Regions from separate parts of the Zea mays genome. Here region 2 is linked to region 1. A link is a contact called in public Hi-C data. All regions are on one chromosome and are shown on one strand. The core of a region is the stretch at or near the end of the contact, and the rest is flanking DNA. Distances in the headings are between cores, read along the strand shown.

Region 1 (2,700 bases), core at 67-2,566:
CGTAGGCGCAGAAAACGCACACATGTCCTCGGAATTCTGCCGGGATCGGCCAGTAACTCTTCTCCAGGTGCACCTAGAAGCTTCCCGTCTGGCCAATTTTCTTTATTTCAGCCTGGAACGTGAGTTGATTTGATCTCCGATCCCTCGGTCCCTGTCGACGAACATATACACCGCATATACCTGCCTGCCATCTTCCACACGGCACGCCTGGCGGATACCGCGCTTGCAACCAAAGCGTTCGTGAAGTAAATTTGAAGACTTCTTTCCTTTTTTCCTTTGTGGAAGGAAACCTACGGTACGTGGTACGTGGCCCTGTTTGCACTGCTGCCCGTAGCCGTAGCCGTAGTCGAGTCGACCCTCTTCCGTCACCCTACGCCGCATGTGTACTGCGCTGGCTTAAACTGCGTCCGGCCGGCTCTGGGCAGGTGTACGCGCGCGCGCGCACGTACCGATCTGTACGTGTACGGCAGCTGCCATTATTGACCCCCCACGAGAACGTAGGCAATACGGTATTACGATCGAGTCGGCAACAAGGAACAATCAACACGAGCGTCCATGTTTTGTCAAGGGAGAAAGAAAGAAAAAAAAAGGAGCGGTCATGGCGAGTGATTTTTTTTATATGCTAGCGTTGTATATGTCACTTATAGCCAATCTAGCATTCCACGTATAAAGAGAGTATCTCACAAAGTTTCTTCAAAACCAATTTCTCGTTATTAAGCTAGCTACGGGTTTATTACAGGCTGTTTGTTTTCCCTTTTATGTCCTGCGATCTCGGCTTAAATCTGACGTGATAACTCATGCAGACAGCCTCTAGGCTCTAGCAACTCGAGCTCAACTAAAAAAGTTGCGATTACTCGTCGCCAATTCTGGTTACGCTGAGCCTGAGGGTGACGCACGCGACGGCGTACGCGTACTGCATCCGTGCGTGACGTTGCGTACCATGTCCGATTATATCGGTCTGTCGCGTGGCCGGTGTGTCGGTCGGCGGTGGCGGCGTGCGGGGGACGCGTCGCGGTTGCGCGCGCGCCAATCGACGCCGGGTGGGCCGTGGGCGTCACCAGACCCGAGGTCGTGGGTGGGATGGAGATGGAATGGAACCGCGTTCGCGTTGCGCGCGCGCGCGCGTGCGTCGAGACCCAGACCGAGACGGCCAGACCTCCCACCCTCACGCCGCGCCACCTGCGTCATCCGCGCGCCCGACGTGTCGCGCCTCGACACCCCACGCGTCGCCAAGCGATCGCCCGCGCGGCCGCGACCGTGACCCGCGAACCCACGCCACCTCCTTATATACACCGCCTTCTCCTTCTCCCCATACCGTCCCCGTCTCACCGCACTGCCTTGCCCCCTACTCTGCCTCGCTTAGCTTAGCCGCCGCTGCTACGCACTCTCGCCGTCCTTGTTCCCGCGTCGCTCTGCTCGCGATGGCGTCCCGCGTTGCAGTGCTGCTCGTGGCCGTGGCGGCCGTGCTGTTCGCCGCGGCGTCGGCGCAGGAGATGGACCTGGGCGTGCCGCCCGCGCCGGCGCCCGACACGGGCGCGGCAGCGGGGGCCGCGGCGTCGGTCCTGGCCGTGGCTTGCTCTGCCGTCTTCTTCATCCTCGTCGCCGGTGGCCTCGTGCAGTAGGCGCTGCCGTCGACGTGGTGGCTAGCTGCTGGTTCGGGGTCAGGCGGAGCCCTGTTCGATCGTTTTCGCCTTAGTTAGTAGTAGAAGTAGCAGTCATGGGCTGTGTTGATTGTGTCCCTGTCTCCCCCTGGTGGGCGTTGTGATCTTGTGCTATTGCTTATTCTTTTTGTACCATACTGCATTGTTCGACGTATACCTTGTGTTGAGGCGTGTGTTGTATGAATAAAGACGATGGATCTCGTTCGTCAATCGTCATTAGGATTGCTGGGTTCCATGTTCTGTTCATTTGCGATAGAAATCTCCCAAACATACCCGCAAAAAAAAAAAAAAGAATTTCCTACCAATTTCTAGACAAATACCGTGTTTGTGTGTTTGTGTCACGTGAGTCGTACAACCGAAAAGGATCTTCTACGGTTCTACTCTTAACCGTCCCCTTAACCGTCCCGACGAAACATAGAACATTCCATCAACAAAGCTGATGAGAGGTGTACGTATGTTCTCTCAATCTCAATAAAAGAGATGAAATATTTCGGGCTTGTTCGGTTAGCTCTCAATCCATGTAGATTAAGTGGGATTGGATGGGTTTAAATATCAAACAAGTTAAACTTCTTCTTAATTTTTTCCAATCACATCCAATCCATGTGTATTGGGAATAACCGAATAAGGCTGTATTGGGAATAACCGAATAAGGCCTTCGTGGTAAAGAATACCCATAGCTGGGTTTAACTGAACTTAGTTCCACGCGCCATAGCAGGCGAGCAGCACTAAAGATCGAGATTAACATTTCTCCACTCTTCAATTACAGAGCAATAGAGCATTTCTCGGGGCTGGAAAAACGAAATGCTAGAGATGCTGCAACAAACGAGGATCACCAGTATTGGGTATAGTTAAGTTTGGTCACAACCACCAATCAGGTACCAACCCGGATAGAAAATGCTAGCTTCCAAGTGGAAGTGGCACGATTGGGACTGCTTCCTTCTGATGATTTGAACATTCAGCGAAAAGATAAAATTCAGAAATGACTGCCCTCTTTTTTTTGGATGTTTTTTATAATATCCATTACAAAGCGAAATCCAAG
Region 2 (2,700 bases), core at 162-2,661, 220 kb after region 1:
CCGACTCAGCTGTAGGTGCCGCCCGGCGCGAGCACACGGCGATTTGGCTTATGGACGCTTAGGCTATTCACAATAGAGGTTTTATAAGGTGTTTTATGTATTAATTAGTCTGCCATATCAGCTATTTTAATGACATGTCACATCATTTAAGAAAAAAGAGTTTTATAAAGTTTCATGGGGACGAAACCATGTTAACTCGTTTCCAAGATCTTGGAAAATGTGTGAAACCTCCACTGAGAGTGTTTTGTTTCATCTTCATATAATTGAGTAAATCCTATTGGTCATTTATATGCAGCATTTAAGAAGTATGTTGACATATGAAATAGTGAGATGAAACTCTCTATTGAGAGAGTATTTCATTCATCCATAAATTTGATGTGGTATTTTTGGAAACAGAGACATGAAATCCCCATTGTGAGTAGCCTTACGCCATGCGGCGTGCAAGCCTGGCGATCTGGAATGTTTAAGGCGTTAGCTGGACGCTGGGAAGTGGGAACGACAGCGCGAGACAATTTTGACAGGATCGGAGGAGCGCAATTGTCAGCTAGGCTCCGCCGAGGGCCACCGGCCACCATGCGTCCATGCGATGGTTGCTTGTTTGCCGTCCCCGTCTACTTTATTAATTTACTGTGATCTGATCTCCCCAACCCCAAGGTGTTTCCGACGTTTCCCTTTCATGTCTGATGCGTGACGGCAGTAGCTGAATTGTGGCCCATGCAGCTCATGCCGCGTGCAACCGAGGTATAGTAGCTGAAATGTTCGTTCTGACGCGACGCGAAGTAGACGAGTTAGAGTATCGCGTTGGAAGTCGCAATCGGAACACGCCAATCCAAGGCCGGTGACGCTTTCGGCAACACAAATCGCAAGGGCTGAAGGGCCAAGGAGGCAAGGACACGCTGTCAGGCGGTGGGAAGTGCCGAATTGTCGGTCCGCTGGACCTGGGATAAGAGCTGGCCCTGGACCCTGGCCGGTGCACTCTTTTGGCTTCTGAAGAATCCCTGTGTAATAACACGCGGGTCACCAGTAACTGTAAACTGTGTACCAACTTTAATTCTAAACTGTTCTCTGTTTGCAGCAACGACCCAACGACACAGATTGTTTCAACTGCTCAGGGCCTTTGTTCCGTACAACCTGTCTGTGTTTATGAACCAAAGCGCCTGTTTTTTTTGGAACGAACCCCTGAGTTTTGTGATGAATTTGATGGTTAATGCAAGTCTGCTTTCTGGGCAACATTTCTTCTACACGAACACTAGCACATGCACAAAAGGTCTACTGAATTCAGCCCTGAATAAAAAGAGCAGCATAGAAATGTTCCCTGAACAGTTTTTGACAGGAGGAGCGCAATTGTCAGCTTGGAAGCAATACAGTACTGCTGCATACAGGAAGGTGGAAAAAAAGAGCAGCAGATTCCACGATTCCAATGGCTTAACCCCGAGGAAACCTAATTCGGCGACAGGAAGGTGGGAAAAACAGCAGCAGTTTCAACGGTTCCAATGGCTTAACCCCGAGGAAACCTAATTCGGCGACAGGAAGGTGAATAAACAAACGCGAGAAACCGACCCCACCCTGCCCTTACCTCCTCTTCTCGTCTCCACCACTTCCCCTCTGCGCCTCGGCCCCCACGAAATCTGGAGACCAGGACGCCATTGCTCACCTTTTCCGTCCAGCGCAAGGAAACCGCGCGCCAGAGAGGGTGAGGGATTGCCGTCACCAATCCGGAAGGCATCTCCTCGCCGCGCCGTCTCTTCGTCGGGACGCGCCATCTCCTCACTTCTTCTTTTTTCAGGGGCTCCATTACATCCAGGTCGCGTGACCGCTCTGATCTGGATTCGTCTTGCAGCCGCTTCAGGCGCGCGTGGAATCGCCCCGTGGCCGGCGGGGATGTCCGGATTCGTCGGGGTCGTCGTGTCCGACCCTTCGCTGCAGGGGCAGTTCACGCAGGTCGAGCTCCGATCGCTCAAGGCCAAGGTGATGTTCGCATCCGCGGGCTGGTTCTTCGTTCCCCTACCTCTGCGCCGGAAACTGCAGTTGTTCGCCAGGTTTGTTCACTGTGTAATTTTGATTTACGGGTGGTGTGGTGCAGTTCGTGTCTCTGAAGAGAGATTCCGGCCATGTCACCACTAAGAACCTGCCGGGGCTGATGAAGAAGCTGAGGGGGCTCAATGAGGTGGTCTCCGAGGAGGAGATCGCGGCCTTCCTGTCGGAGTCGTACCCTGATAGCGATCACGAGATTGAATTCGAATCCTTCCTCCGGGTACACACATCGCGGTGTTTCTCTGATTGTAATGTCGACTGGAATGGATTGCTGTCCTCAATTGTTCTGACGGGACTAGGGAATCTGGTGCGGTGTTGTTGCAGGAGTATCTTAATCTGCAGGCTCAGGTGAGTGCCAAGGAAGGTGGTGCCGGCGGTGGCAGGGGTGGCAAGCCGTCGTTTCTCAAGTCCAGCATCACTACGCTGCTGCACAATCTCAACCAGGCAGAGAAATCTTCGTATGTCGCACACATCAATACTTACCTCCGTGAAGACCCATTCCTGAAGAAGTACTTGCCCATCGAACCGTCTGGAAATCAGCTGTTCGATCTCATCCGGGATGGGGTTCTGCTCTGGTCAGATGATTCTCTTTTTCTAGTTATTATTGGTAGCAGACTGCATTCTCTTTTCTCGTGAAACAGAAGTTATCTGAGACTAGACGTTTCT

The links. A called contact is a pair of places that touch in the nucleus more often than the background predicts.
Region 2: a contact with region 1 is called in a Hi-C map of tassel, with 4 times the contacts expected there. The contact joins the promoter of LOC103627657 here to the promoter of LOC100277641 in region 1. A contact is called at or near these places in 9 of 25 Hi-C or Micro-C datasets (bundle sheath, ear, endosperm and 3 more) and 1 of 3 datasets of contacts at active chromatin or transcription factors (leaf).

The regions. Positions count from the first base shown.
Region 1 is chr5:211,441,152-211,443,851 of Zm-B73-REFERENCE-NAM-5.0, forward strand. LOC100277641 reads left to right here and starts at 1,317. Exons shown (of 1, transcript NM_001363575.1): 1 at 1,317-1,871. The coding sequence starts at 1,422. The coding sequence ends at 1,622. It overlaps LOC100279601, which reads right to left. Exons shown (of 6, transcript NM_001152598.1): 6 at 2,272-2,700.
Region 2 is chr5:211,665,342-211,668,041 of Zm-B73-REFERENCE-NAM-5.0, forward strand. LOC103627657 (fimbrin-4) reads left to right here and starts at 1,412. Exons shown (of 15, transcript XM_035959267.1): 1 at 1,412-1,722; 2 at 1,841-1,968; 3 at 2,084-2,254; 4 at 2,359-2,609. The coding sequence starts at 1,882.